Linked DNA regions of Mus musculus: regions 2, 3, 4 and 5 are each linked to region 1. A link is a contact called in public HiChIP or PLAC-seq and promoter capture Hi-C data. All regions are on one chromosome and are shown on one strand. Each heading gives the region's core, a stretch centred on a gene start, on an enhancer-like site or on the middle of the called end of the contact. The rest is flanking DNA. Distances are from core to core; before and after follow the strand shown. Region 1 holds the start of Ptp4a2 (protein tyrosine phosphatase 4a2). Region 2 holds the start of Azin2 (antizyme inhibitor 2). Region 3 holds the start of Pum1 (pumilio RNA-binding family member 1). Region 4 holds the start of Nkain1 (Na+/K+ transporting ATPase interacting 1). Region 5 holds the start of Zcchc17 (zinc finger, CCHC domain containing 17).

Region 1 (6,079 bases), core at 2,495-4,994:
GAGGGTATAGGAGAAGTTACTTACTGGCTTGCTTGAAGGGACTCTAGCCAGCCCAAGCATGGCATACACCGCTCTGGCAGGCCTTGCCTTTCTTCCTCATTAAAAACCATTAGAGTATGTTCCTAAAGCCAGACCCCAAGGTCTATTCCCTTATTTCTTATTTATCCACGTCTCCTTCCAAGGCTGACTGCAAAGGTCCAGCCATCAAAGTATTGAAGTCCAGCAATCAAAAGCCCCCTTTGGCTCCCCTAATTAACATGTCAATTAAATTAAACACCTTATCCTAACCTGGAGTTTCCTCTGGACCTTTATGAACTGCATTTGGCCAATGGGCTATGTCTGTCTCTTCTCTATTCAGAGGCAGTTCTTGGTCTTGTTGTCTCATATCCCGTGTTCCCTGACACCACACACACACAAATACACGTTCATCCTCTATCTCCTGTCTTCGTCTCTATTCCCCGACCCTTGTCTCCCTGGGGCAAGTGAATCTTCTATGTGCTGAGAACTTGGTCTTGGGGTGTCCTGAACCCATATTGATCCCTTTTGTTGCTCCTCGTGGCTTGCTCAACATGTTATCTTACATATCCTAGGACCATCAGTCCAGGGGTTGGCGCCACTCATAGTGGTCCAGGCCCTCCCACATCAATCATTAATGAAGAAACTGCCCTACAGACTTGCATTACAGGTAGCATCTTCTCAACTAAAGCTCTCTCTTCCCAAATGACTCTGGCTTGTTCCAAGTTGAAAAGGAAAAAAAAAAAACAAAACAAAACATAAAACAAAAAACTCTAATTAGGACACAAGGTTACATAGCAACTTTATGGCCACACAAAGAGGCCAAGTAAGAGAGCATAAACTCACAGAATGGGAACCAGGGACCTGGGCTGTGTCCCAACCCTAGCACCGCAGTTTCTCTGCCATACCCCCCATTTCTTCTTTAGTACTGCTGTGTATGGCAGGCCCACACAGCGTCTGCTTCCAAGGAGATCATGCACTGGAAAATGAGCCAGGAATACCGCCAGCTTTAGCCTCACATGGGGGCTGGGAGGATTAATAAGCTAATGGCACTTGGAGTGCTTCAGCAATGGCCCTGGATAAACTCAGGGTACTTATGTGTGAAGCTCACTGCCAAGGTGGTTTGGGTTTAATAAGGCACCCGCAGCCCGGTTCCCGCTCTGTTTATGGTGGGGAGGAAGTAAAACTGCCTTGTAACCTTCTCTGGAAAAACTAGGTTTGAGAGGCTTGTATACCTCTTCACTGGCCTACGGGTAAGGCGCAGTGATGGTGACCCTGTGGTCTCGTATAGGTGGGCGCCCGAGGTCTCGGTAGGCTTTCCAGCGCACTCTGCGGGACACCAATTAGTGACGGAAGTCAGAGACTAACACGATTATCTGGGCCCCAGAGGCAGACAAACCCGGGCCAAGTTCTGCCTCTGACGTTTCATTTCTCTAAGCCTCTATTCTCTTTTAAAATGAGTTAATAATACCTTCTTCACAGGGTTATTTAGAAACATAAGTCTGGTAATTTATTTAAAAGCACCTTGCCCAGAGCTTGGAATAGAGTAGGTGCTTTTAAAAATGGCCATTAGTGTAGGTGTTGCTGTTATCCTCATGTTATGTTACTTACTGATATTTTAGGGCCCGGCTGAGAGCCAGGCGGTGGGAAATTCATTCCTTCAGCTATCTACTCATTTGCCCTAGTAGACCGGTCCTGCAGAGGAGAATCATGAAAACAGGCATTTATAGCATGTTGTACATACTATGGTAGGATGTGCATAATAAGGTGTTTTGAAGCCATAAATGAAGCATCCATAACCAGGAAATGCAGCCAAAGTTCTGCTGGGTGGTTAGTTCTTCCTCTCCAGTCTGTCCTTGGAGAGACGCTGCCTGAAGAAAGGCTGGGAGAATAATGCAGGCAACCCTTGCGCAGCCTTCACACCCTCTGCCAGGGGCCTTGATTCTAATCTCTAGACTCTCTTGCTCCTCAAGGCCTTTTAACTCCCACACAGCAAGGCCACACAGACTTGCCCTAAAATACCCCATCCTCCTGAGTTCTGCGCTGTGGCTGTAGGAGGCTGAGTCATTAGATCTTTCTTTTTAAAACTAAGTTCTAAAGGGCAGCTTCTGGTGAGGAGCGATGCTCCAGGACTGCCTCGTGGGAAAGGGCTAATGACCACTGACCACTGCATTTCCTCACAGGGCAAGGGCAGGATGAACACACTGGGGAGCGATAGCTCCAGGGGCATTCTCATTTCCTTGTAAGTGTCAATCCTGGGTGGGCGAGGGTTCCGTGCGGGATAGTGAGTATACACTTTTCTGCCCACTCCCATCTTGGGGAAATCTAACCCACTTCTCAGGCCAGCCTCCAGAGCCTTTTCCTGTTCCACTTGGCAATAGCCCAAACCAGCCTCCCAACTCACCGGGTAACCACATTTTCCAAACAAGAAATCAAGATGCATGAACTGGCTTATAACTTCTGGCCAGGTTTCAAAAGCAAAAGGCAAACAAAAACAAAACAAAACAACACAACACAAAAAACCTCCTTCCATTAGAGAATCTCTAAGATAATCTTCAAAACTGTTAAAATCCAACTCAAACTTTTTTTTTTTTTTGAGGCTCCCAAGAGTTGAATTTAGGGCCTCACATGCAAGGCAAGCTTTTCCCAGAGTTCTATTCCCAGTTCCAATTCTAGAGGTGCTTTCTTTCTGTAGACCAGGCTGGCCTTGAACTGGGTTTAAAGGCATAGGCCACCACCGCCAGACTTTTTTTTTTAATCACGCCCATTCTTCATACTTTATTTAAGTATTGAAGAGTATCTGTGCTGTGAAGACAGTATTCCGCTTAATAGTTGAGAATACCTAGGAAAAAACTTTTTCCTTAATTCTGCATTTCCGTATCTAAAGAGTCTGTGTGTTGCTTGCCCGATAGAGGTCTGGGGAGCAGGGCAGAGAGACTTCGCAGAGATGTTCGAGGCCTCCAGGAAGGACAGCCAAGTATAAGGTACTCGGTTCCCCACTTCTGAGCTGGAAATCCCCGAGCTCAGGCCCCGGTTGCCGCCCAGTCCCAGTCCCAGACCCAGCGGGATCTGGCTCGAGGCGCCTCCCGGGATCCGGAATCCGCCCGCGACCTTGCGGGTCACTGGGTGGCCAGAGGCGCTAACTTAGACCCAGGTGCGGATGGGCGAGTCGCAGAGTGGGCGGGCGCTTCCCTCAGCCACGTTCGTCACCCCGCTACCCCCACCCCGCGCCGGTCACATGTATACGCCTTCCGTCGCCCCCAGTGCCGAGCGCAGCAAGCCACGCGGAGGCGGAGCGCGGGAGGCGCCCAGGGCAGTGGGTCAAAGCTCTGTAGGCAGAGTGGGTGGGGCCAACCGCCGCGAGCCGCCGGCAGCCAATCATCGGTTCCGAGGGCGTGGCTGCGCCGCGCGCGCCGCGCCCCGCAGCGCCCCCTGAGGGGCGGCGGCGGGAGCTGGTCCGGCTGCGCGCGCAGCGGTGGTGGCGGCGGCGCGATCGGCCGGGCTGTAACCGTCGTTCGTCCGGGAGCGGCTGGAGCGGCAGCAGCGGCCGGGCACGGCGCGAGGCGACGCCAGCGGGCAGCGGCGGTAGCGGGGGCAGCGGCGGCAGCGGGGGGGGAACACAGCGGCGGTCGCGGCAGCAACAGTAGCAGCAGCAAGACGGACTCGTGGACACGCGCCGCCGCCGCCGCCGCCGGGCCGGGCCGGGTGTCGCGCGCCGAGGCTGGGGGGGAGTCGTCGCCGCCGCCGCCGCCGCTCCCGCCGCCGCCGCCGCCGCCGAGGTGACTGAGGAGAGAGGCGCCTCCTCGCTCCCGCCTCCGCCGGCCTTCAATGCCCAGTCCCCAGCTTGCCAGCGTGAGTGCGCCCCTCCCGGGCGGCCCCGCGCGGCGCCCGGGCCTCGGGCAGGGGAGGGCGGGAGGCGCCGCTGCCATTAGAGCAGGCCCGAGACACGTCCCCGGAAGGAGGGCCGGGCCGGGCCAGGGGCGGGGAGCGCGGCTCGAGGTGGGGTGAGCGAGCGAGAGAGCGAGAGAGCGTAGAAGAATGCGGGAGAAGGTGCGTGTGCGGGCAGCATGTGTCCTTGTGGGGGCGAAGGTGTGGTGAGAGCGAGTGGGGACGAGGAGGAGCGTGGCGGACTAGGTGGTGTGCAGGGGTGCGCCTGCGTTTGTCCGGCGCGTGAGCACAGGCATCCTGGAGGCCCCTTGGTCTTTGTGTTGATAGGGAACCCTTCGCGTCCAGGGACTTAATTCACTCAAGCGTGGGATCCCTGAGTTGCAGTCAAGTAAGAGAAAAGGGTCTGAGTCTCCCGTGACGCTGATCTCTGGCGTTCTTTCCCCTTTTCGTAAAAATGTATTGTAAATTTATGAATTTCCAGAGATGTCTTTGCCATCCTCCCCACCCCCATTTCCCAGCGCTAACCATCCAAGCTTGACTCTTGTCCCGGAGTCTGAGTTTTAGCCGGTAAAGTATTCGGAAGCGTAAACTTTTTTTTTTTTGGCAAATGCTCAGTGTTGAGGTCAAGGCTATTTAATGAGGTAAGCCGCGGTATCTTTTATCTGTGACTCTCTCGTATCCTTCTGCAGAAAAGCGCCTAAGAAACGGTCATAAATATCGATAAAGTGCCATAGTTTAGTTTCTGCCCTTGGATTTGTCACGAAGTATAAAGTGACTAATCTAGCGTCATTGTAGGCATTCAGCAAATGTTTCAGTTTGGAGTCGCTATTGCTGGATTAGTATATGGTATTTACTTGCTTCCCCGCTCTGTGTTACTGAGCTGTTTCAGACAGGAAGTGAGAGAAGTTGAGCCTTGTTAGTGTGCAAGAGGAAACTAAGACTATAGAAGAACTCACATTATCAGAGCTTCGTTTTTTGATCCTGACACTCTTAGTTTTGGATCGGATGATCGGAAAGAATTGTTAATGGACTTTTTCTATGGGGGATGCAGAAGAAGTTCTTTTGTTTCATTTGTTTTATTGGACTTTTAGAAGTTCCAAATAGGTTCTTGATTTGGTATCATCTCAAATGCTTCATAACAGGTTGGCTTTGAACTCTGATCTTCCTGCCTCAAGTCTCTCCCAAGTGTTAAAGGTATAGGTATATAAGTAGGCTGAGTTGGGGATTTGAGATGAACTGTTGATAAAGATTTTCTGTTTAATGATGTAATCATAGAAGGTAATTGGAAATAAGTGAGTAAAACTGAGCCTGGTGGCAGAGGTCTGTGATCTCAGCTCCTCGGGCATCAGAGGCCAGAGGATGGAAGGTTTCAGGGGCAGTTTGTGAAACTTTGTGAGGCCTAAATCTCAAAATAGTAAAAAAAAAAAAAAAAAGGAGGGGGGGTGTTCAAAATAGTAAAAGGGATCTGAGGATAGCTCTGCCGTAGAGCACTGCCTCGTACAAAGAAGAACTCAGTTTAATTCCTAGTGACACTACTACAAAAAAATGTTGGGAATAAGGAAAGTTAAAAAAAAAGGTGGTTCTTTGTGATAGTGGGTATAGAATTACAACAAAATTCAATATGAAGTTATCTATCATAGTTCTTTTGAGGTCAGGTCTCATCCTGTAGCCTGGCCTGGAACTTAACTGCTGGCCTGACATTTGTGGTATTCTTGCTGCAGCTTTCCAGCTGCTAACATGGCAGGCATGACCCCACTAAGCTTGGGTAGAAATGAATGGTGTATTCTTAGTGTGTCCTCTCAGAAACTGGCATCCCCTGCTTGAGAGGCAGAATTGTCTTTTCCTGGGAGGTGGGAGTGATTAGTAATAAGTGCTGCTATGCTTCAGGTGCCTTTAATATTCATTTATCACGCCACGAAGGGGAGGTTAGCCTTGTTGGCATTTGTTTGGCAGGCTTTTTGAGATGCTTCTGTTTGTTTGCTAGGCACTGGGGGTTTGGTGATGTGCCCCCTGGACTTAGTGAGATAAGAGACGCATGGGCAGCAGGCACTTTGTTCAGTAGCTTGTCCCAGGTCACACAGATGATAAGAATTGGATTAAAAATGTTTAAGGTCATTTTTCCAGAATACCAAACCATTCTCTCAGTAGCATATCTGATTTTGAAATTTCTCATCCT
Region 2 (6,079 bases), core at 1,693-4,192, 860 kb before region 1:
TTATAATAATAAAACAGAAGGATAAGTCCAAACCCATTCAAAGGGTGGCCCATATGCCCAGAGACTTCTCAGGATCCCATTTGGAACTTCAGAGTTGACAAGTTCCACCCATGTCTTCCTCCCTGGAGCCTCCTCTTCTCTTGAGTAGGTGTCCTTCCCAGAAGGTCGTGGTCAAGTACAGGTCCCTCCTGTTCCCTGGAGTCCCCAACACCAGAAGGGCCACATTTGGCAAGCATCGAGGCTACGCGTGCGGTAGGGACGGGGGGCTCACCTTGTTGGCACAGCTGAAGCCCAGCCCCAGTTCGGCTAGAACCTTCAGCACGCCCAGGCTGCTGTTGCACCCGACAGCATAAAAAGGCCGGACTCGAGGCAGGTGCTTCAGAAAGCAGAAGTGCTTCCTCACTACAGCACCCAGGTCGGCCACGAAGAAGGCAGCCACCTTGCCCTGCACAGCAAGAGGCGAACGGATGTGAGACCCAGCTCCCTCCCTGTGCCTGCTGGCTGTCCACAGTCCTTCCGGAGACCGGACACCAGCACCCTGCTGTAGCTTTCTGAGGCTCCCATGTCCTCCAGGACGGAAGGCAATCTAGGGCTGACACTTAAGGCTGTGTGTGACCAGCTCTAGTCAGTCCCTCCTCTCAGTCCAGCTAATGCCAACTATACAGACTGTCTACTCTTTCCCATCCCAAGCCTCCTGTGTTCCCACCATGCCCCCTGCCAGGTCTGGCAGGTTCTCAATTTCCTGTCATTCACCCTAAATGCTACCCCCACACTTATAAATACATATATACATACATACACATATATATGTATGGTTATACATAGTTATATATAAAATATATGTGTTATGCAAAATAGGTTTTAACCCATAACATTTAATGCTCTGGCTGCATTCTGCATGTCCTTTTAAAGCAGCAGACCTATATATACAGCTATCTGCTCCACAAAAGGCAGATACCGTGGCGTACAGCCCACTGCCAATGTCATGCAAGTGCTCTTCCCACTTGCAAGCCATGCCTGATCCTCACAGACATGGTTGAGGCTGTGGTAAACCCTTCCTGGGACTCATTTTCCTCTTCCTGCAACTTCTTTTTTTTTTTTTTAATGGATACCCATTCGGTGTTGTCCAACATAATAATTGAGGCAGAGGCCAAAGACCTTGAAAGGGCTTGGATCTGGAGAGAAACCGCCCTTAAGTAGTTACAAGTCCCTTTAATAAATGCTATATGGGACTCTACAGAATAAGTGAGTGGCCCTGGAGGCAGAGAATACAGAGCCAGCCAGAAGCAAATCAGGAAAAAGGCAACCGTAGAGGGAGGGAACCCTGAAGACAAGCCCAGCAAAGGCCCAGTGAAACAGCACCTCACATACACAGCGACTCTGCTCTAACTGAGCAGAGCGCAAGCCTGAGCATGAAGCCGGAAGTGCGGCTGGGGGTCCTGGGGCAGTGGGGAGCTGTTGTGGGATTCTGTTCCGGAGACTTGCAGCAGGTGGGAGAAACAGGAGAAGGTCCTGGGGGCTTCGGAGAGAAGAGGACCAACCACAAGGGAGGTTCTCCCGTGAAGTTCCTGGAGCTGGGTATGCCTGAGTGTAGAAGGGGAGAGCGCAAAAGGCAGGTACTCCGAAGTTCCCACCTGGAGTGCTGGGGAGACCGTGAAGGTGGAGATACTGTTCTTTTCTCAAGTCAGGAAACACAGGGAGGGCAGATGTGGGGGCAAGGACCAAGAATTGGAGATAAAGGGGACAATCTAGTAAATATCAAGTAAACAAATACCAATACCGAGAGAATGGGAGGTCTCCTACAGAGAAGAGGACAGGCAACCAACCCACACCCATTTCCATCCCCTCACCGAGGTGGCCTGGGAGGCCCCCAGAGTGAGCTCCTCCAGCAGATCCCGGGTGCTGAAGCCCTCCTCCACCATCACAAAGTCCGATTCACTCAGATAGCCAGCCATGCTGAGCAGGAGGAGCCCAGGGGCTGGAGGAAACCGCTGCCTTGGAGCACCGCTGGCTGCCTTGGCCACCGCCTTAGAAAGTATGCAACACACTGTGGGGAGAGGGAGATGGAGGAAACCGCTGGGGAACAGGCTGCATCCCTCACCTCCCCAGGCCTACGGTCCCTGCCCAGTCATGTTCTGTGCCCTTGCCCAAGCCTGAGAAGCCGAGGTTCGCTGGGAATGGTGAAGTTATGTCTGCTAGAGCCTCAATTACCCCCATCTGTTAAATGGGATTGGTTTGGAGTTCTTTTCCAGTTCTGAAATTTGAAATTGGAAGAAAAAAAATGTGGGGACAGATCTGAGAAACCTAGTTGGGGAAGTCTCCTTCCAATTGAAGGATTTCTCCAGTCCAGACTACACCTACCTAAAGGGCCAAAAAAAAAAAAAACAAAACCCGTGAGCTTGAGTTCGAGTCGGCTCTCTGCTTCATGACCTTGGGTCAGTTTCCCCATTTATAAAAGGTTGGTCCTGACACACTAAGAATGCTCTATGAGCCACGGGTGGGTTCTGTCCGCGGGACGGCTCTCTCAAGTGCAGGGCGGGGGTCCCGCACCCCAACCCCAGGCCTCCTTACCAAGCCCCGTCCTCCTTCGCGGGGGCCAGAGCCAGGCGCGCTGCTAGGGGGGGTCGCCGGTGACCTCGAAACTTGTGCAACACCCCGAGGAGGAGTGGCAATTGCGGAGCCGAGGCCCCTGCTGAGAGGAGGCAAGGGGGGCCGGGGGAAGGGTCAGCGCCCAAAGCCGAGGACGCCCGCTCCCCGAGGCTCCCCCCCAGCCATCTCCTGCACTCGCCTTAAAACGCATTTACACGGCTTCGGCCCATAGGTCTCCCCAGCGAGTGAATCGGATCCTCGGCGCCTCCGCTCGCTCGCTCCCCCCGGCTCCGGCCCCGCGGCCTGCGCCCCGCGCGCCCAGCAGCCACCGACCCCACGCCCCGCCTTGCGCCCGCCGCTCGCTTATATAAGCCCCGCCCTAGCCCCGCCCCGGTGCCCTGGCCCCGCCCCTGCCTGCTCCGTAGCCAGGGCAACCGGGTGCCGCCAGCCCATTGGTCGATTCGGACATAAAGCATTCAGCCCTGCGAGGCTGCTCCGCAAAGCTGCGCAGCTAAGCAAGCTGGCTGACTGATGTCCGCGGAGGTCCACGCGGGGAAATCCTTCGAATCCTAGGCGTCTACGTGGTCTGAGCCGCAGATCCTGCGTCCTGCGTCTCAAAAAGTGACTCCGGAAAACTTTTCTGTCCCTGGCTGAAGTCGATGGCCCCCTGCTCCTCCCCTGGTGAAGTTCTGGCTCCGCCCTTGGAGCCCAAACCTCTCCTGTCTTATTTTGTAATATGACCTTTTACTTAATCGCCTCTTCTAGGCATTTTAAACTCCCAACTCAAATGCCAGCTAAAATGTATTCAAATAGAATTTTTGTGGCTTCACGAGCTCGGGGTGATGCCTTCATTCTCAGAATCCACAAGACTCTGGTGAAATGTGGCTTCGACTCAAAGCATGTCTCCTCTTCTATACACAAATCCCTGTTCATCCATCAGAGTCCAGTGTAATATCTTCCTCTATCGGACCATCCCTGGCCCCGAAACGCAATGGGACTCACAGTCCTTGTCTCTGTCTGACCCCTCCCCTCCTTCCCTTGAGCCTTAATATCAGTTGCTGAGATACCCGCACCTGCTTTCCTTTTTTTTTTTTTTGCCTGATAAAACATCTCAGCTTTGTGCACTCCAAGGGCAGGGACTGAGAGCCGGGCTCCTTGGAGTGCTTAGCATGCGCAGGGTGTTGCTCAGAAGCTAATTCAAGAGTTCTCCGGGTAGAAGTCCGAATGCTGCTTGTCTCTGCGCATGTGGCTGCTGACTGGGAAGAGACAGAATGGAACCTTTCCGGTGCTTGGTAATGGTTACAGGTGTGTGTGTGTGTGTGTGTGTGTGTGTGTGTGTGTGTGCGCGCGCGCGCTCCTTGAGTTATACACATATGATTAATGCCCTGTTGTACCTGTTATGTATACTACGTTAAGAGTTTGCAAGTTTTAGCCGGATGTGGTGGCGCACGCCTTTAATCCCAGCACTTGGGAGGCAGAGGCAGGCGGATTTCTGAGTTCGAGGTCAGCCTTGTCTACAAAGTGAGTTCCAGGACAGCCAGGGCTATACAGAGAAACCCTGTCTCGGAAAAAAAAAAAAAAAAAAAAAAAGAGTTTACAAGTTTTAAGCCAGGCATGGTGGCCCATAGCTTTAATCCCAGCAAATCTCTTAGTTCGAAGCCAGCCTATTCTACACAGAGATCTACTACCAGAGCTACACAGAGAAATCCTGTCTCAAAAAAACAAGAAAAAAAATTACAAATTTTAAGAAAACCCTTGGTAGGGTTGGAGAGATGGCTCAGAGGTTAAGAGCACTTGTTGCTCTTTCGAAGGACCAGGTTCAATTCCTAGAACCCACGTGGGAACTCCACCTAATTCCACACCCTCATCTGACTCCCCTGATCACCAGGCACAAATGTGGTACACATATGCATGCAAGTGAAACATTCATACACATAAATCTTTTAAAAAATAAAGAAGGAAAGGAGAGCCCTTGGCATATAATAAGTACCTCATAAATGCTACTGACTTGCCAAGAATATCCCAAGTTTTATTTGGTAGAAATCTATAGAGTCTCACTTAATTAAACTGCCTTTTAATTATTGCTTGAAGTATGTCTGGGGGTGAGAATGTAGCTCAGTTAACAGAGAGCATCCTGGCATGCACCAACTAAACAGGATATGTTGGTATTGTCTATAATCACAGCATTCAGGAGTAAGAGTGGAGACAGGAGGCTTGGAAGTGTAAGGTCATCCTTGGCTACAAGGGGAGTTCAGAGCCAGCCTGGGCTACAGGGGACCTTGTCTTAAGAAAGAAAGAAACAAAACAAAGCCACTAACCCATCTGTAACATCTCCTGAAGAACAGCCAAGATGTTCTTAGAGAAAAGCAAGTCATTTCGTAAAGCCTTAACGTGTATGGGGCCCGGTTCACATCTCCATCACCAAAAAGGGGAGAGAAAAGGACTTCCTCCCCCAGATATCACAAAACATTCTATTAGGTTGTAGTCCTGAAAACAATACGGTTCTGGGGCAGGAAAAGGTAATTGAATAGTCATGTGGATGGGAAAGCTTGGTTTACAATGAAAGCAGAGTTTCATTCAGACTAGTGGAGCTGAGAGCTTGATCAGCTGTGAACATCCATACACCCGCTGGGCTGTAGTCTTTCTGAAGACAAAGGCACATCCTGTCCAACCTCAGTATCTCCCCAAGACGTATTTTACAACCTAATCAAAATAAAGTTCACAACTGAGGCCATGTGGGACCACGGAGTCGGAGAAAGCCATTTTCTGATTCTCACCTTTCCTGAGCCACCCGTGACAACTGAGCAGGCTGCCTGGCCTCCATTACCCCTGTGAACCAATTGGGTTCACACTGCTTTCTTGAGGTCTAGGTCCTTCTGCTTGGAAGCTCTGTGCTTCCTGTGCACAGGGGTATCCACTGTACACGCGTCACTAGCGGGTTCCTGCTTTGAGAGCTAGCAGCCATTTACAGCATGAGACTCACAGTTCCTGTCCATGAATCCTCTTCCTCTCTCTCAAGGAGCAAGGTTCTGAGATCAAACATCTGAAAGGGGTGGGCCTTGGAAGCCATGGGAGAAGCCTCAAAAGATTAGGCTTAGAGGAGAGGAAACACACTCAAACATTGTTGGCTCTATGTTTTGTTTCTGAAATGGGATCTCACTAGTAGCTCAGGCTGGACTAGAACTCACTACGTATTTGAGGCTAGTCCTAAACCCATAGCAATCCCTCAGCCTTTCCGCTTCCTGTTACAGATGTCAGTTCCTATACCTGACTTCTACTGCTTTTTGCTGTTGTGGCTTTTGATTATTTGGTTTGACTTTGGGGGGGGGGGGTTGGAGTATCTTATGTTGTTGTCGTTATCGTTTGTTTATTTGTTTACAACAGGGTTTCAAGTGGCTCAAACTAACCTCAAACTAGACATGTAGCCAAGGGTGACTTTGAACTTCTGGCAAAACAGGCTTCCAACACCACTCCCAGCTTTAAAATTAAC
Region 3 (6,079 bases), core at 995-3,494, 840 kb after region 1:
ACGACTGGCAGAAATTTTTTGTCTTTTTTTTTTTCCAGAGCTGAAGACCAAACCCAGGGCCTTGCGCTTGCTAGGCAAGTGCTCTACCACTGAGCTAAATTCCCAACCCCAGAAATTTTTTTTAAAAGAGCAGTCAGTGCTCTTAACCACTGAGCCATCTCTGCAGCCCTAGTTTGGAAATTTTAAGTTGGATAATGAGTAAGAGTCTGAGGGCAGCATATGTCACACTGGTAAACACTTGATAACAGTGGTCTCAAGAGTCTGCTGGAGGCTGTGCTCTGATAGGGTTATTCTGGGGTTGGGTTTGTGTCTTAGAGCCTTTGAAAGTAAATTTCTTTAACAAGATCAGAGATGGGTGATGTTTACTCCGCTGGGATTGCCTCATCTGATTGACTAGTGAGTCCTCAAGACGAATATCTCCTGTCTATGGCTAAACCAGCATTAAAGTCTTACCAAATGGATGACGGAAGCTGAAGTTCAACCTAAGGAAACTAAGCGGGACAGCGGTGGGACCATCTTTAATCTTAGCACTCGGAAGGCAGAGGCAGTTGGACCACTGAGTTTGAGGCCAGCCTGCTCTACAGAGCAAGTTCTAGGACAGCCAGGTCTTTACTGAGAAACCCTGTCCTGAGAAACCAAAAAAACCAAACTGAATCAACCAACCAGACAAACAAAAAAAAAAAAAAAAAAAAAAAGAAAGTAAAGAATTAACTATGGCTCTCAGGACGAAAGCATGGAGCCCAGAGTTGTCTGGTAAGAAGCTAAAAGGTGTAATTTTCTCATATCTGTCATCTTTCTTCCTCCTGTGTGCTTGCATACTATGGCTATTCAGTACTGTCCAGGGCCTTGGCCTGATGGAGCTAAATGCATTATCTACTTGATTTCACAAAGCATTGTTAGCAGTGTGGGAAATGAAGGTTCAGTTAAGGAATTTCAGGTCTGGTTACAAGCTGGCTTTCTGAATAGAGTATGTTCTTGAGTTTGAATATCGAGACCTGGTGGGGGGGGATGTAGCTCAGTTGTTTGGTAGGGTGTTGCCTGGCATATGTGAAGTCCTACATTTGGTATGTCTGTAGTAACAGAAGGAAGGTATGGAAGTAGGCTCAGGGGGTCAAGGTAATCCTTAGCTACACAGTGAGTTTGAGGGCAGCCTGGCTCTATGACACCCTATCTCAAAAACAGAAATAAAAAAAAAAGCGAGGTGGTGGTGGCATAGGCTGTTAATCCCAATACTCAGGAGGCAGAGGTGGGGATATCTCTGTGAGTTCTGAGGCCAGCCTGGTTTACAATGGGAGTTCCAGAACAGCCAGGGCTACACAGAGAAACTCTGTCTTGAAAAATCAAAAAGAATTTAAAAAGCCTAAAAAACCTAAAAAAAAAAAAAAAAAAAAAAAAAAAAATTGAACGGTTCTTGAAGGCAGAGACAGGTGGATTTCAGTAGGTTAGAGAGCAGCCCAGCCAGAGCTACAACAAAAGACCCTGTCACAATAAAAACCAAACCAGGGCTGGAGAGAGGGCTCATTGGTTAAGAGCACTGACTGCTCTTCCAGAGGTACTGAGTTCAATTCCCAGCAACCACATGGTGGCTTACAACCATCTGTAATGGGATCTGACACCCTCTTCTGGTATGTCTGAAGGTAGGACAGTGTAATCACATACAAATGCATCTTTAAACCAACCAACCAATCAACTGAAATGGAGTGCTTGCAAACACCTCTGGCTTCTAGTTCTCAGCTTAATTTGCTTAGTTTCCATCTTGATATTTCTAATGACCTTTGAACAAGGGTCCTGCCATTGTCATTGCGCTCCAGATCCTGCAAATTAGGTTGAGGTCCTGCCCTCCATCAGCATGGTCGTTCTGTTGCTCTTTTCTTTTGTATGTTACACTGGGGAAACGAGGCAGGAAAAGATGCAAAAAGGCCAGGAGCCAGAGGGCTAGAAGGGGTTCGAACCCAGACACTGGCCAGGCTGTGCCAAGGTTCAGGCACAGCCCCAGGTTGGCGTCCCCTCCCCCCCACGGCAGCCCGGGCACTCCGTGCGCGCTCCCGTGCCTCCCACCCCGCTCCCTCCGCGGCGGCGGCGCGCGCTCGCCCCAGCGGGCGGGCACAGCGGTTGTGTGGCCTGCGAGTTTCCCCGAGTTCACACAGGCCCTGCCGTTGGCATGGCAACCGGGCAACCTGTTCCAGAGCCGCCCGCCCGCCCGCCCGCTCCGCACACGCCGCTGCCACCGCCGGAGCTGGGGCCGGCGCCGGCGCCGCTCCCATGATGCACCGCGTCAGCCCAGTCCCCAGTGGGCCGCCATGTTGTCGGAGTGAAAGGTAAGGGGGAGCGAGAGCGCCGGCGAGCGAAGATCGGGGGGCCGGAATCCATCTTCATCCTACCGCTCCGCCCGTGAGTATCCGCGCCCCGGTGGCCCCAAACCGTGCTCCGAACCCCCAGCGAGCCGATGCGCCTCTCGTATTGGCGTTTGGCAGCGGTTGGCGGGGCGAGAAAGGGCTTAGAGACGCCGCCGGGCCTGGCGGAGGCACCGCGCTCGCTCCGCTCGTACGTGTTTGGGAGGCGGCAGCGAGGCCCTATTGTTATCCGCGAGGAGGGGGTGGGGAGCGGGCCGCGGCCGGGGCCCGGCTCGCCCGCGGCTGCCGGCGGCTCCGTGCCTCCGTTCGGCCCTGCCGGGAGTCCCTAGAGGTTGGTGTTGCCGTTCGGCTCGGCTTCTTTTTTTTTTTTTTTCCTTCCTCCCCTGCATTTATTTATTTATTTTTTGGATGGATCTGAGCAGCCCCAGGTCCTCTCTTGTGGCCGCGGAGTGGAGATTCTGTGGTCCCGCGGGCTCCTTGGACTTGGCTGGAGCTTCCGTGGCAGCGCCGAGGGAGGAACAATACAAGGCTTTAGAAAGCGGGCGGTGGGCCACGGTCCTCGGGCGAGCCCCCCATGGTGGTGGGGGAGTGGGCGATCTTGCAAGCCTTGAAATATGGAGAGGTGACCATCAGGAAGTTTCGGATCGCTTTTTAAGCGCCTGGGTTCCTTGTGGCCTTTTGTTTCTGTGAGAGCTTGTGTGTGTTTTCCTCCCCCTTGAGGAGGGGGTGTTCTTCCTCTCTGATCCTCCCTGTGTTGGTGTGCTTCCCTCTCCAAGGGGCTTTCAGCAGGTAGTAGGACAAACATGTAGATAGCTACACAGTGCTACAGTTTCGGTCCTCACGAACGCGGTGGGTAAACATGGGTCATTTGTTTGACTCGTCAGTACCACTCCCACGTTAAGGGAGGAACACTCCAGTAACTTTTCTCCAGTGAAGCTCACCCCTCTTCCCAAGAGCTCCCCTCCCACATCGCGAGGAACTCCCACATAGATGACCAGAGAAGGCTTTATCCCCACCATAACTTTGAAGGATTGTTCGTTTTCATTGTGCAAATTACGATAACGCTTCGTTACACTTGATCATTTTGCTCACCCCATTAATTACTGGGATTATTAAGATGATTTATGAGGGCTTTTGGGCGTTCAGTTTTTAAAGCCAGTTACTTCTGAAGGTAGGATTGTAGCTTGAGCTGTTTGCTTTGGTGTAAAAGTTACTAATGTGGCTCTCCTTTTAAGATAAGCAGCTTCCTTCAGGGTTTTTAGTAAACCATTTTGACCCTTTGCTCATTGTAACTTTGTAAAACACTAGGGGCTGCGGATCTTTATCTGAAGGTTTGGAAATACTGGATTCTGAACTTCTAGTATTTTGTCTTTCCACGCTTGAGTTCATCTTGTCTAAGGCCACAGCTTTTTGAAGTTGGGATTTGTTTAGTTTGAGTCTGTGAACTGCTTTAAGATAAATTTATGTCCACAGAAGGTTTGTTCAGTGTAGTAAAAATAAACACCTATCAGCCCTGAGCATCTTAGTGAATGGAGATAGATTAAACCATGCTGTTTTGTTTAAAGAAAAGTACTATTAGTGATATTAAAAAGAAAAAGTAAAAACAAACTCCACTGTGATCTTGACAGTGTGAAAGCTAGGAAGTACTAGACTAGGCTTGCTACTTCATTGCATTGCTTAAAATATTTGTTTCTAAACGATAGGTCATTTGCTTAAAAAAATCAAATTTTAAATACTGCACATAATTTCTTAGTGAGTGTTGAGAGACCCTAAAAGGTACCATCAGTTTCTTGTTTTCTGGTACTTAGGTGACAGATTATTAGTTTTTGTTCTGTCAGTGCCAAGATGTTACAGAATTCTCTCAGACACATGTTAGTGCTGAGGTGTTTGCTCACTTTTCAGTTGTCCCTCTTGCCAGGCTCTCCCGTGTTTGAGAAACTGCCTTGCCTCATTGGGTAAACCAGGAAGTCTCAGGGCTTCCAGACAGCCTTAAAGAGGCCAATTGTTTTGTTCTAATATTTTTGTAAGTGACCCTTCCCCAGTTATATTTTAGAATGAGATTGCTTTCAGGGACAATCTCTTATCATTTGCTTATTTATTTATTAGTTTTTGAGACAGGGTTTCTCTGTGTAGCTCTGGCTATCTTGGAACTCACTCTGTAGACCAGGCTGACCTCGAACTCGAGGTTCATCTGGCTCAGCCTCAGACTCCTGACTGCACAGCCACTGGCCAGCTAAACTCCCCCCCCCCCCCAACACACACACAGGGTTTCTCTGTGTAGTCCTGGCTGTCCTGGAACTCAGAAATGAGTTCAACTGCCTCTGCCTCCCAAGTGCTGGGATTAAAGGCGTGCGCCACCACGGCTAACTTTTTCTTAATTTGAAAATTCATAGGTAACTTTTCGCAGTTCTTTTATGTTAGAAAATACTACATTTACTATTTTATGAATCCTCTTGATGATTGAGGCTCTGTTGCCTTGACTGGTGTGGAACCTTAAGCGTAGTGATTTGAGAAAATTTAAAACTTTCTATATACCTTTCAACTTAGTGATTAAAAGCTATCAAAAACCAAGGCATGGGGGAAAAACTTCCTTTAGAATCTGACAGAGAGATTGTTAGTTTGATGGCAAAACTAGAGTTTTGTTGCATCAGTTGGCCTGAAGTAAAGAGATGGAGAGTCAGTCTCTCTCTCTCTCTCTCTCTCTCTCTCTCTCTCTCTCTCTCTTTTGAGACAGGGTTTCTCTTTGTAGCCCTGGCTGTCCTGGAACTCACTTGGTAGACCAGGCTGGCCTCAAACTCAGAAATCCGCCTGCCTCTGCCTCCCGAGTGCTGGGATTAAAGGCATGTACCACCATGCACAGCAAGATGGAGATTCTCTTGTAGAAGCAAATGTACTATGAAATATGAATGGACTGAGGTCCTTAAAGAACCAAGTGAGGAGGGCTAGGGAGGCTGCTGTGTACTTTGCAGAGGCTGATAATGAAACAGCTGTACTTTTCTGGGTTTGTACTTGAGCCTAGACAGCATTTTATTCATGAGAGCCTAGAAGGCTAGAACTATTCCAGTGTAAGGTTTAATTGGTTTGTGTGTGTGTATGTGTGTGTGTGTAGGTAGGTAGGTAGGTAGGTAGGTAGAAGGGTATTGGAAGTTGTGATTTACATTAGGCATTTCCAAAGCAGGTTTGATTTTTTTTTTTGTCTTTTTTTTTTTTTTTGAGAGAATTTTACGGTTCTCCATGTTTGCCTTAAACTGACAGTATAACTCCCCTGACCTTAGAATATTATCAGCTCTCCTGTTTTAGTCTCACAGGACTAAAACAGGTTTACAAACTAGTTTTTTTTTTTTTTTAAAGATTTATTATTATATCTAAGTACACTGTAGCTGTCTTCAGACACACCAGAAGAGGGCATCAGATCTCATTACGGATGGTTGTTAGCCACTCTGTGGTTGCTGGGATTTGAACTCAGGACCTTCGGAAGAGCAGTAGGTGCTCTTAACCACTGAGCCATCTCTCCAACCCCTCAAACTAGGTTTTGAACAGATTGCAGATTCCATGCGATGTCTACTAGCTTCATAACCTGAATTAGTTGAGACCCTAGGATTACTTTTCCAGGAGGTTACTTACCTAGAGAGAAGATGGTTGGAGGCTGGAGCGGTGCTCAGTGCTTTCGCACTTCTGACTTGGTGCTTTTGCCAGGCCATGTGTTTGGTTCCCAGCACTCATAT
Region 4 (6,079 bases), core at 1,855-4,354, 750 kb after region 1:
AAACTCCATCAGAAAAGGAAAACAATCCTTTCTCTTAACCGTTTTTAGCGGAGAAATATCTAACTACCTCTTTAATACCTCAGTCCTTTGGACAAGAAAGCTGAGCCTCCTTCTCCCCTCAGGCTGGCATTCACCATCCTGAGAGCACATTCTGGAAGCTGCCAGGCTGCAGGGGCTCTAGGGGGTTAGTGAGTGACAGCTGGAAGGACCCTCTCTGCAATCAGCTCAGACAGAGCAACAGAGCCAAGAGACCAATTTTCAAGTCATCGTCCCCCCCACCCCACCCCCCAGCATTTCCTAAATTGTCTCATGTAGCTCGCACAAGCTGCCCAAGCCACCCAGGCAAGGCGTGGGAGAAGTGGAATCCCACCCAGGTCCTGTCTAAGCTAGCTCTGTGCTGGTGGAAGAGATGCCATCTCTTGGCTGGGAACGCTTGGAGGCTGGGAGACCCCCTGTACCACGTCTGCTCCCAAGACGGGTGAGCACCTCCCTATGGGCCCCAGTGTACCAAGGCCAGAGCTACTTAGGCTGTAGCTAAGGCAACAGAGGAGGCTGGTCCCATGCCTGAATGGTCGTCCCATGCCTGTCTCAGTTCCTGGATCCCTTTGAGCAAGTTACATCACTGGGTCACAATGAAGGTTAAACGAGTTAACTGGGGGGGGGGGGGGCAGGGGAAGCATTCCCAAGAGTAGCTGACACCCAGTGAATTAGTAACAGCACTCAGGAGTGAGCAAGGGACAAACTGCTCACAGGCACAGAGAGAAGGAAACTCAATACTCTCCACTCTCTGAGGGCTTATTCATTCACTTCATAACATACATCCCTCATCTCTTAAGTTAAAAAAAGAAAAGGAGTTTGAGCTGGGTGTAGAGGCGCACACCTTTAATCCCAGCACTCAGGAGGCAGAGGTACATGGAGCTCTGTGAGTTCGAAGCCCGCCTGGTCGATAGAGTGAATTTCAGGATAGCCAGGGCTACATAGTGAGACCCTGTCTTGAAACAAAATAAAACAAACAAACAAAAATATATAGTTTAAAACTTAAGCTAGACATCTTGAAACTCCAGCCTCACTCAGGGTACTGAGGCAGGGGGATGGCTCAAAGTTCAAGACCAGCCTGGACGGAAGAGTTAGAACATTTCTCAAACATACAAGAACAATAAACACAACAAGCCAACAAAACCAGGAAGACATCCTTGAGGCTGGAGATGGCTCAGCCGTTAGGAACGCTCTGCTCTTACAGAGGGCCCGAGTTAGAGTCTAAGCACACGCCACCTGTAACCCCAGCTCCAGTGGGCCTGATGGCTTCTTCAGGATGCCGTGGGCACCTGCACTCACACACACAGACACGGATGTACAAAATTTTTAAAAATAAACCTTTTTTTTTTTTAATTAAAGAAAAGGAATTCTCTAAAAAAAAAAAAGTTTGAAGATTTCTTGGCATTTTTATGGTCCTAAAAATAGAAAACGGAGAATATTTCTACTGTGAGCCCAGATCTGCCAAATAACCAGTTCTTCGTTTAGTTTACAAATATTAATGAGGTGTCAAGGGCTGCCCAGCTGCTGGGGTTTTAGCAGGAACAAAATGAGCTGTCTCTGCCCTTTTGGAGTTTCCATCCTACCTGGTGGTGATTAAGCCCCTCTGCCGTCCTTGAGAATGACGCCTGACAGACCAGGTGGCCTTCTGAGGGGCAAAACACCAACACACCAATGTGGGAGGAGAGGAGGTTCTAGCATGGCCCAAGAGGACGATGCTGTGAACAGCAGGCGCCGCAGGGCCGGTGACTCAAGGAAAGGTGAGAGGACAGAGGCCACCAGCACATCTCACTCAAAGCTTCCCACCACCCTGCGCACCTGTGGGGAGGAGCAGGTGCTGGCCGGAAGGCAGATCCAGACCACGGGACCCATAGGAATGAGGCCCCAGGCTCCTCCACAGACCCGATGCTATCAGCAGTTCCTACACAACAGTGTCTTGAGTAGAAGCATAACACAGTTCCAAGGGAGGCAGGAGACCCCCGTCTCTTCTCTATCACCCTCCCAATACATAGGCAAGGACCTCAGCTACTCTTAGCCTCCGGATTCACTCTGTTGCCCTCCAGTTAAAGACCTCATTTTCCCCCAAACTGGGGCCAGCACAGAGCCCCGAGATGCTCTGATTCTTCCCAAGACACTCAAGTGTCCTCATCCAATGGGACCAGGGAACTCTTTACCTGACCCCACCTCACCCGCTGCTGATAGAACAGATGGCTCATGGGACGCTGGAGGACTCGGTGGTCAGACTAAAGAGAACCACAGAGTGAGTCCGGTGCCTGCCAGGTTAGGCTGGCCCGTGATACATCAATTCCTGATCACCCCCCTCAAGGAGGTAGTTCTCCATCCCTGGCCACCCAGTCAGGAGGGTGCTGGGAGGCAGGAAAGCAGCACAAAGGACGGCCGAGGGTTCTCAAAGAGTCTCAGGTCCCACCACCCAAACAAGAAGCAGAAATGGCCAGAGATCTAAAAACATTCCAGAGACATAATACAGGAGCAGAAAGAGACTTTGTGAGAAACGCTCACAGGGGCGGAGCCCAGAGGGATGAGGTACCCACGGAATCAGCGATCTGGAGGGGAACATTCGGGCAGGGACCTCTCCGAGTACACAGACCAGCCTCGGACACACCCCCAGCCCCAAGGGAGCCACAGTCCTGGGGCGCAGCCCCCCAGCGGGAGCCCACGCACCCATTGCGAACCGACGCGTGCAACCCGGGAGCGTTGGACCGTGCGCGCGAGCGCGGGGCTGAGGCGAGGAGCGCACACAAAGGGACAAGCCGGCCCGCGCGGGGCAGACTCCGCCCGGCCACCCCGCACCCCGGGTGGCGCCCACGCACCGCCGCCGCCCCACCCCGCTCCGCGCGGCTCACCAGCTGCAGGCAGCAGAAGGCGACCAGCGTGCAGCGGCCGCTGCACTTGCCCATGGCTCCTCCTCGCGCCGCGCGGGGCCGCGTCGTCTCGATGGCGCCCCGGGGCGGTGGGGCCGGCGACTAGGGCCGGGTCTCCAGAGCCGCGGCCGGCCGGCCGCACCCCAAGTGCATGGTGCGCCCGGTCCGCGCGGGCTCCGCCGCGCCTCCTTTGTCTGCGGCCGGCCGTCGGCACACCTCCCGCCCGCGGCGCCGGCCAGCGCGCAGCGGCCCCCGCAGGCACCGAGCGCGGCGCGGTGCAGCACTGCCCAGCTGGGGCAGCCGCCCGGGCGCTCGGCAGCCGCCGCTTCCCGGCCCACCACGTGGCTCGGCCGCCACCCCGGAGGGAGGCGAGGGAGGGGCGGAAGAGCGAGGGGGCGGGGGAGGGGAGGGGCGTGGAGCGAAGTGGAAGAGTGCGGGTCCTGCGCGCTGGCAGCTCTGGGTCGCGTCCAGACTGCTGTTCCTTAGCCGTGTCACCTTGGGCAGATCACATTACCTCTCTGGACCACCCCCGCCCAGGGGCCTCAGGGGCAAAGTAGGAAAAAAGTCTCTTGGATGCAGTCCTGTAAACCCAACAGTAGCCCTTAGCTTGGCCAGCTGAGGGAGTTGGAGCCACCCTACCCTGGAGTTCCAACTTTGCCCTTTATTTTCATTTGAGTTTTCAGCCCAGCTCGCCAGCCCTCCTGGTTTCCCGGCCACATTTTCTTCTTTCTGTCTTTCCTTCAGAACCTGGTATATCTTGGGTTTATGAAAGCCAGAGTGCGCTTGAAGCGGTCTTCCGTTCTCTTGACTCTTCATAGCTCAGGGACCGGAATAGTCCGGTCCCCAGTTTGGCTTCTCAGAGATCCTCCTGCTTCAGCCTCCCAAATTCCAGATAAACGCGTTTTAAAACACGCAAGACAAGTGGATAGAAAAGCCCTGGATTTGATCCTAGTACTCTCAACAGTGACAAAACAAAAGGCCCCCCAGGTATTCCCAGAATCAACCATCGCACACTAAACACACACACAAGCACATGCACACACGCACACACCACCAAAAAGCAACTGGGATAACAGTGGGGACTCTTCTCAGCCACTGTTAGGGAATGGCAGCTGTGTCCAGCCAGTTTCCATGATTAGCTAGGCTTCCTGGAGTCTGTCCCAGACTCTATACCCAGAGCATAACTTTACGTGGGGACTGGGACCCAGCTTTTATCAAAGTCTCCAAAGAGTCCTGTTTCCCACAAAGGAAGCGCCAGCCCGGTCCCCACTGGATCCCCTGGAGGCTTCGGGTGAGCCCATGTCAGTTCTCTCTTCCATGCTGACAGTGTGCTCAGAAGCCCTCACCGACCCAAGCACTGGACACATGATGCCTCTCTCCTTACAGTGACTGGGTTCTGCTAGGCTCTGACCAGCTCTGCCAGGCTCTTGAATGTCCCAAATGCCACAGACCCAAGGCCTGGCCACCTCACTCCAAGTCTGAGCTACCCTCTGTCCAAGGTCATTTATTTCAATCCTGCCCTACTAAATCCCAGGCTTCCACGCCCTCTGGCCCCTCTCTGCTTTTAGGTTTGTTCTTTATTTATTTATGTTGTATGTCTGTGTTTAGGTTGACACATGCTAGAGCACCCTGTGGCTCTCAGAGGACCATGAGTAGGAGTTAGCTTCCTCTATGTGGGTCCCAGTGATCAAACTCAGGTCTTCAAACTCAGTAGCAAGTGTCTTCACAAAAAGCCATCTCTGAGTCCCAAGGTTGTTCTGCTCTGAGATCCTTATGTGCAGTGCAGTGGACGCTGTTTCATCTTTAGTGTTTTAGTTGAGGCCTCACTCCTTGACCCTTGGTCACCCAGGGAAATCCCCTCTCTGGCTCATTCCAGCCTTCGATACCTCCATGATAGCTCATTCTAGAACCTTCTTAGCTTCCTGTGAGCAGTATGAGGACTCGGTTTGGTGATTTACCTTGGCTTCCCCAGGCCTTGGATCACAGCAGGACTCTTTGGCTGTGAGCAGACTGGGGTAGCATGCATGTTATACACCCTGTGTCTTAATTTGGGTTACTATTTCTAGAATAAAACACAATGACCAAAAGCAAGTTGAGGAAGAAAATGTTTATTAGTTTATGGTTCTGATCCATAATCCATCACTGAAGGAAGTCAGGACAGGAACTCAAACAGGATGATGCAGAGGCCATGGAGGAGTCTGCTCACTGGCTTGCTCCCCATGGCTTGCTCAGCCTGCTTTCTTACAGAACCCAGGACTATCAGCCCAGGGATGGTCTCACTTGGAATGGACTGGACCTTCCCATATCAATCACTAATTAAGAAAGTATTCAGCAGGCTGCCTACAGCCCAGTCTTATGGAGGCATTTTCTCATTTGTGGTTCCCTCCTCTCAAATGGCTCTAGCCTGGGTCAAGTTGACATAAAAGTAGCCAGCCACATGCTGCTTCCCAGCACTGGGTCGGTCCCCGTGGGCACCTTTCTGTTCTGAAGCTTGAAGTTCTTGGAAGGAGCCAACACAACTGGACAAGCAGAGGCCGTCATTTCTGGCAAGGGGTTCAGAACTGGGGATGACACGCGTGGGGGTGGGGCTTGCAATCCTTATCACGAGGAATGACTAACAGAGGACTAGGAAAGGCTGAAGCAGGACTCACAAAGGAAAGACAGCCATGACTCAGAGCACAGCCACATTTCCTGAGTGGGAAGGCGGGGTCGTGGTCAGGTTTCAGGGAGGTCGAGCAGACAGGGATGGGAAGAGGGTCCTGGGAAGTCCCTTTTGCTCTTGACCCTAACCTGAGGCTAGGCAGGGCCTGTGGCTTTCACCCTCTGGGGATGAGAAACTGACAGCCCACGAACAGGTTTTCATGATCTGACTGAGAACTCCCCCTCCTCTCACACCAGAGGGCTGAACGTGGCCACTAATTATAGCTTCTGGGACATTCTCTGTCACTAACCAATTCTTCAAACCAGCTGGGTGTCTGATGATTCAATTCACTTATGGCTTGAACTACCTGGGACTCAGCACAGACCCCTACAGGCGACGGATTCAGTCTCCTAAGCAGGCACCCCTGCAAGAGGCCAGTCCCAAGCCTCTGGCTACCATTTGTCCTGCCAGTGGACAGGCTGTGGAGCTCCTATGACCCCCTCCTTGTGTTCCGTAATTAGCT
Region 5 (6,079 bases), core at 1,274-3,773, 540 kb after region 1:
GAAATACACAAAGTGGCTCCTTGCAGAATTAGGCTGTTAAAGCTTCAGCAGGTTAAAGCGCCGCTCTTCCAGCAGATTCGGGTTCATTCCCAGCACCCACACGGTGGCTCATAACAGTATGTAACTCCACTCCCAGAGGATCTGATGCCTTCTTCTGGCCTCCTTCAGCACCAGGCTAATATACAGTATACATACATTCAAGCAAAGCATTCATACACATAAAATAATAATTCTAAATAAACCTAAATAAAATTATGAAGAGCAATATCTAATAACACCCCCCCATCCTCTCTCGAGACACGATTCTCTGTCTCAAGAACACTATGGAAAACACAGACTAGTTTTGAACTCACAGAGATCCACCTGCCTTTGCCTCCTGAGTGCTGGGATTAAAGTAGAGCACCACTCCACCCTGCCTTTTTTTCATTTGCTCTATCCACAGAACAGAGGCCTTAAGCAATTTTAAAATTTTTATTTGGTGGAAGAGGTCTTCTTGCAGTGCTAAGGACTGAAACCAGAGGTCACATCAGCAGGCCCTGGCTCTGTGAGCTAGAATCTCACTATGCAAGGGCTAGAGAGAGGTGGCTCAGAGATTGAGAGCACTTGTTACTTTTTGTGATGGTTTGTATATTCTTGGCCCAGGGAGTGGCCCTATTAGGAGGTGTGGCCTTGTTGGGATAGGTGTGGCCTTGCTGGAGGAAGTCACTGTGGGGGTGGGCTTTGACACTCCTCCTAGCTGCCAGAGAGATTCAATCTAGAAGATGAGGATATGGAACTCTCAGCTACTCCTGCACCATGCCTGCCCTGATACTAATGTACCAAACCTCTAAGCCTGTAAGCCAGCCCCAACTAAATGGTGGCTTTATAAGAGTTGCCTTGGACATGGTGTCTGTTCACAGCAATAAAACCCTAACTAAGACACGCTTACAAAGGACTTGGGGTTAGAGTTTCTAGCACTCAATCGTAGTTCACATGCTAGCACTGGGCATTCCTAAGGGACAAATACATACATGCACCGGGGAGGCAGAAACAGGTGGATCTGAGTTCAAGGCCAGCCTGGTCTATAGAGTGAGTTTCAGGAGCTCCAGCTACATATTGAGACCCTGTCTTAGGGGAAAAAAAAAAAGAAGATGAAACAATGTGTCACGCTAGCAGCCTGGTATGGGTTGAAAATCCCAATGTTGCCCAGGCTAGCTTTGGTTTTGTTGCTTTTGGTTTTGAGACCTCCTGTCTCAGCCTCCAGTGTTGGGACTAAGAGCATCATCCAATCTATTCTGTCCAATTTACTCCCCTGCTATCTCAAGATACTGTTAAACCTGTCTTCAGTCACAGCTCCAGCTTGGTTCTCACTGGCATTGCTGATCAGAACTACTGTTCATGCTCCCGAAATGGTCTATTTACTCCCAGTAAACCTCTTATCTTTCTCCAATCTCATCACACCATTAAGCCTGAGGGATCAAGTCCTCTTTTGCACCACATTCTGGAGGAGAGAGAAAACTATCGCTGGCTTCCTATTAATTTTAAAGTAAAAGCTTCAACTTCCTGCAAATCTTCATGACTTCCAGGTTCATCCCATACCATATTCACTTTAAGCTAGCGCTCTCGCTCTCGCTCTCTCTCTCCCCCCACACCGGCTCTTTGTGTCTCCCTCATCTTTCCGACTGATAGAACCTGCTGTTCTGTGCAGAACGTTCTCCCTTCCTCTCTTCCCCTAATTAGAACCGTCCCATCAGATAGGAACCGCTCAGATGTCTTTTCCTTTAAAAAGCCTTCAAGTTTATATTAGTAACTCACAGCAAGAGGCATCGCTTGTTTAGGTAGTCTTCCGATCAAATGGTTTTTGTTTAACATCAAATTTGTTTAACACGTTTCCCACACTCTGGGGTAGAGGACCATATTTCTTCAGAATGACCCCCAAACGCACTGCACAATAAATATCATTTGGACCACTTTCGAGAAGACCTGGCACGCAAGCATGATTGTTCGATTTCTCAACTAAACTGTGCTTCGGAAGAACCATCTGATACTTTCCTCATCACTGGCTGTCTCGGGGACATAAATTAAAGCCCTTTTAAAAAGACGGCTAAATCAGTGACAACTAAGTCCGCCGCCTCAGCCAAGTCCGGCACTGAAGCCTGGAGGCCAGGACTCGGGCCAGCACAGAGCTAGACGCAGAATTGGCATCCTGCAGAGCAGCTGTCAAGGGATAGCCGTCTGAGGGTTCGAGTCCTGGAGCCAGAGATGCCAAAGCTCCGCTCCAGCCTACCAAGGGACTTCTCTTTCCGGCGACACCTCCTGCCACCCCATGCTGCTAAGGCTGATAGCTGAAAAGGGCAGGCTCAGGCCTATCACCACCTCGCACCTTCCAGATTGGAACAGCCACCCGCCTGATTCCCCACACACTCACTCCGCGTCCGCGCCTAGCAGGACAGCCGCTTCATAGCTAGGAACGCCAAACCTGCTCCGCTCGTTCTCACCCACGATGCACTGCGCGCCCGAGGGGGCGGGGGAGAACGCCAGCTCCGCGACCCAATCCCAGAGTCGCCTTCTCGTGACGTCATCAGAATGGGACCAATCACAAGAGTGTATTCAGAGGGCTTTCCAGAAGGAAATGTTAGAAGCCAATTGGTTGCTCCTCTCCGGAAGTTCTGGAGGAAGAACTCAGTTGGAACCAATTGCGCGGCGCCTCCGGTCGGCGGCGCGGTTAGTGGCGGCGCCGAGGAGAGTGGCTGCCGCCATGATCGAGCAGCAGAAGCGTAAGGGCCCGGAGCTACCCCTGGTTCCCGTCAAGCGGCCGCGACATGAGTTGCTGTTGGGAGCGGCAGGAGCCGGCCCCGGAGCGGGGCCGCAGCAGGCGACTCCAGGGGCATTGCTGCAGGCGGTAAGTGGGGAGTCATCCCGCCTTTGGCCCTCCGCCCCTCTTCCTACGGATGATGTCGCCTCTGAGGGAACGGAAAGACAGTGAGCCTGAAGTTAAAATAGGCTTCTGTGAAGGTGCCTGGTGTTCTCTGTGTGGTTCATACGTGTTTCCCTAGTAGACGCCTGTTTTCAGCCCTTCAGTGGCATTGAATCATTTAAAACCTTGGCCTCAAAATCAAGACCCAAGCTTCCGCATCCTAAATCTTCAGGGGTTTAGCATAAAAGAAACATTCAGGAAAGTTTGCAGAGTGGACGAATGAATGAGAGGGGAGGCAATGGAAATGAATGATAGCTCGCTTTACTACCTGGTAGAACTTTTTTCTTTCTCTGCATTTATAATTGTAATTAACACTCGTTGGATGTTATCTTGGATGTTTTGCGTGTGAAATTTCCATTAACCATGGTACCTGACTGAAAGAAGCTGTTACTTTGCAAATGGGGAAGGCAAACTTTTTTGTATCCAGAAGATCCATGGCTCCAAGCCAGTGTAGGCTATTTATTATGGCAAAGTCCTGTTGAAAGAGAGAAGAGAAGAGATCTGTGTAACTATGATCTTTTTTTTTACCTTCTTGTTAAAACTGTTTTTATGTCATCTGACATCACTGCAGGTAGAGCTTAATTTAGTATTCCTGGTTTTTGTCTTTGAACCAAGGATTGGTTATTAATCCAGTAGCCAGGGGAATCATGGAAATATTAAGTCACATGGTATACTCTGCTGAAAACATTATGTTGGCTTTCTATTGTGCGTTTTTTTAAAAATCAAATTCTCTGTAATAATCCCCTCCTTACCTTGTTCATCTACCAGTTTTCTGGCATGTCACTTGGCTCAAGACACCGACTTATAATGTTCTTTCTTTCCTTGGTGCTTTTGCTGGAATGTTCTTTTAAATGCCCACATGGTCAGCTGTTTGCTCTTTCAAATCTTTGCTCAGACACCAGGTTTTCAGAGGGGCTTTCCTGACCACTGTGTTTCAAGTTGGAGTGTCCTGTAATCTGGAACCCATACTGTTTCTTCCCATGGCACTCAGCACTGGGTGGCTCTGTGTGCCTTTCTCTCACTTTCCACTAGAATGCAAGGTCTACTGTTTTACTGAGTGCTGTTTTAGGCGTGTGTGTGTGAGTGTGTGTGTGTGTGTGAGTGTGAGTGTGTGTGTGTGTGTTTCATATGTGGGGAGGGGGAACTCAGTGGCCAGAAAAGAATGTTGGATCCTCTGACCCTAAAGTTACAGCCCTTGAAAGCTGCCCATTGTGGATGCTGGGAACTGGACTTGGGTCCTTTAGAAGAGCAGTAAGTGCTCTTAACCACTGAGCCATCTCTTTAGCCAACATGTGACACTTTTTGAATAAAAATGTTGGATGAGTATGATCTTGGTACATTATTTGCATTTATGGATATATCAAAATGAAACCCATTGCTTATAGATAGTACATGATAATAAAAATAAGTAAGTCTGCCGGAATCTGCTAAAGAGATTTCAGGATTATTGGTAGTACACTTGTTCTTATTTAATGAGTAAGATTGCCTAGGTTTATTCTCCAAGATCATAATCAAATCTACTTTGCTAAGCCTGGCACAGTGATACACACTTGTTCTTAGGAGGACTGAAAATTTTAAGACCTTCCTGGGCTACATATTAAGACCCTGCTCATTCCCCCAAAATCTATTTTGCGTAATAAGCTGTACCATACAAGGTTTTTCAAAGGCTAGCTGGGTGAACTTGAGACAGGAAAATGGTGACTAAAATGAAGAATGTACCTGTACTCCCAGAGCTTCATCTCTTTGGGGAAAAAGAAAGGCAAGAAAGGGAAATTCAGGTAGTGATGGGGCTTTGACCGCCTGCCCTGGAGCTAGTGGAATACTGGTGTGGGGAGGTACCTCACTCAAAGTAGGTTAGTTTGAGTGATGAAAGACAGACTCTGAGGAGGAAATATTTAAAAGATACAAAATAAGGAAGGTCTCTTGTGAAAGACATCTTTCTATGTTAAGATTCTGAAGCATAAGTGGATTCAACATGATCAAGCAGTCAGAAGTCGTCTGTGGAACAGAGACAGCCTTAGGGAGAAAAAAGCGCATTGGGCATATGCTGGACTGTCCAAGGGATTGTCAGAGAGTTCTGTGAGCAGGGGTACTATCGCTGACCCAGGTGAGATCTGTGCTATCCCTGACCCAGATGAGATGCGCTGCCCCAGCTTTCCTTTGCCTGTGGACAATGGCTGCCTCACACTTGTCTTTGGTTTAGGGACCGCCCAGGTGTTCTTCCCTTCAAGCTCCAATCATGCTGCTCTCGGGACATGAGGGGGAAGTGTACTGCTGCAAGTTTCACCCCAATGGATCCACCCTGGCTTCTGCAGGATTTGACCGGCTAATACGTAAGGCACAATTTTGAACTGGAGTTACATACAGCTCTCTGCTAATAATGATCTCTTTAATTTTGAGTGCCATAGAAATCCTCAGACATCAGTCTAAATTGCCAAGTTAAACTATAGTCATGCTAAAGCAGGGCATGTGTAAAATAAAAGGAAGGAAATGTACTAATTGGAAAGTAGGTTGCTTCGGTTGGAGTTATATATTCTTCTTTGCTCTCTTTCTCTTCTTCCCTCCCCCTTCCTCCTCTCTTCCCCTCCCTCCCCTCCTCTACTCTCCTTCTGTCATGCTCATGTAGCCCAGGCTGACCTTAAACTGGCTATGTAGTCAGAATGAATTTCTAATCCTCCTGCCTCTGCCTCCCAAGTGTTGGAATTATAGGCCCATGCTACCAAGAGCGCATATATATAATTTTTTAAAGATGTATTTATCTTTTATTTATATGAGTACACTGCAGCTGTCTTCAGACACACACTAGAAAAGTACATCAGATCCCATTACAGATGGTTGTGAGCCACCAAGTGGTTGCTGGGAATTGATCTCAGGACCTCTGGAAGAGCAGTCAGTGCTCTTAACCGCTGAGCTATCTCTCCAGCCCTCATGGAGACAACTCCTTGAGCTGATTTAGCAAGAGCATCAGTTTGGCTTTAATGGGTGAACCTCTGAGTTCAAAACCAGCCTGGTCTACCGAGGGAGTTCCAGATCAGTCAGGTCTACAGAGAGAAACCCTGCCTCAAACAAACAAAACAAAAAACAAAAAAACAAGCTGGAGAGATGGCTCAGCAGTTAAGAGCA

The links. Promoter capture Hi-C pulls out the DNA fragments that hold promoters and counts their contacts. HiChIP or PLAC-seq counts read pairs in DNA pulled down with a chosen protein or histone mark.
Region 2: an HNF4G HiChIP or PLAC-seq map of pancreatic cancer cells shows a contact between it and region 1. The contact joins the promoter of Azin2 here to the promoter of Ptp4a2 in region 1. A contact is called at or near these places in 1 of 39 promoter capture datasets (pre-B cells) and 1 of 115 datasets of contacts at active chromatin or transcription factors (pancreatic cancer cells).
Region 3: a contact with region 1 is called in an H3K4me3 HiChIP or PLAC-seq map of bone marrow-derived macrophages, with 3 times the contacts expected there. The contact joins the promoter of Pum1 here to the promoter of Ptp4a2 in region 1. A contact is called at or near these places in 1 of 39 promoter capture datasets (hippocampal neurons) and 5 of 115 datasets of contacts at active chromatin or transcription factors (bone marrow-derived macrophages, cardiomyocytes, embryonic stem cells and 2 more).
Region 4: a contact with region 1 is called in an H3K4me3 HiChIP or PLAC-seq map of stem cell-derived neural progenitor cells, with 2.5 times the contacts expected there. The contact joins the promoter of Nkain1 here to the promoter of Ptp4a2 in region 1. A contact is called at or near these places in 2 of 115 datasets of contacts at active chromatin or transcription factors (pancreatic cancer cells and stem cell-derived neural progenitor cells).
Region 5: a promoter capture Hi-C map of pre-B cells shows a contact between it and region 1, with 5 times the contacts expected there. The contact joins the promoter of Zcchc17 here to the promoter of Ptp4a2 in region 1. A contact is called at or near these places in 3 of 39 promoter capture datasets (hippocampal neurons, liver and pre-B cells) and 5 of 115 datasets of contacts at active chromatin or transcription factors (T-cell acute lymphoblastic leukemia, bone marrow-derived macrophages, embryonic stem cells and 2 more).

What each region holds. Positions count from the first base shown.
Region 1 is chr4:129,816,735-129,822,813 of GRCm38.p6, forward strand. Ptp4a2 (protein tyrosine phosphatase 4a2) reads left to right here and starts at 3,745. Exons shown (of 6, transcript NM_008974.4): 1 at 3,745-3,867.
Region 2 is chr4:128,959,513-128,965,591 of GRCm38.p6, forward strand. Azin2 (antizyme inhibitor 2) reads right to left here and starts at 2,943. Exons shown (of 11, transcript NM_172875.4): 1 at 2,789-2,943; 2 at 2,572-2,692; 3 at 1,851-2,047; 4 at 272-445. The coding sequence starts at 1,955.
Region 3 is chr4:130,661,077-130,667,155 of GRCm38.p6, forward strand. Pum1 (pumilio RNA-binding family member 1) reads left to right here and starts at 2,245. Exons shown (of 22, transcript NM_030722.3): 1 at 2,245-2,391.
Region 4 is chr4:130,570,932-130,577,010 of GRCm38.p6, forward strand. It overlaps Nkain1 (Na+/K+ transporting ATPase interacting 1), which reads right to left and starts at 3,105. Exons shown (of 7, transcript NM_025998.4): 1 at 2,898-3,105. The coding sequence starts at 2,951.
Region 5 is chr4:130,357,469-130,363,547 of GRCm38.p6, forward strand. It overlaps Zcchc17 (zinc finger, CCHC domain containing 17), which reads right to left and starts at 2,524. Exons shown (of 8, transcript NM_153160.5): 1 at 2,408-2,524. It overlaps Snrnp40 (small nuclear ribonucleoprotein 40 (U5)), which reads left to right and starts at 2,664. Exons shown (of 10, transcript NM_025645.2): 1 at 2,664-2,881; 2 at 5,160-5,289. The coding sequence starts at 2,738.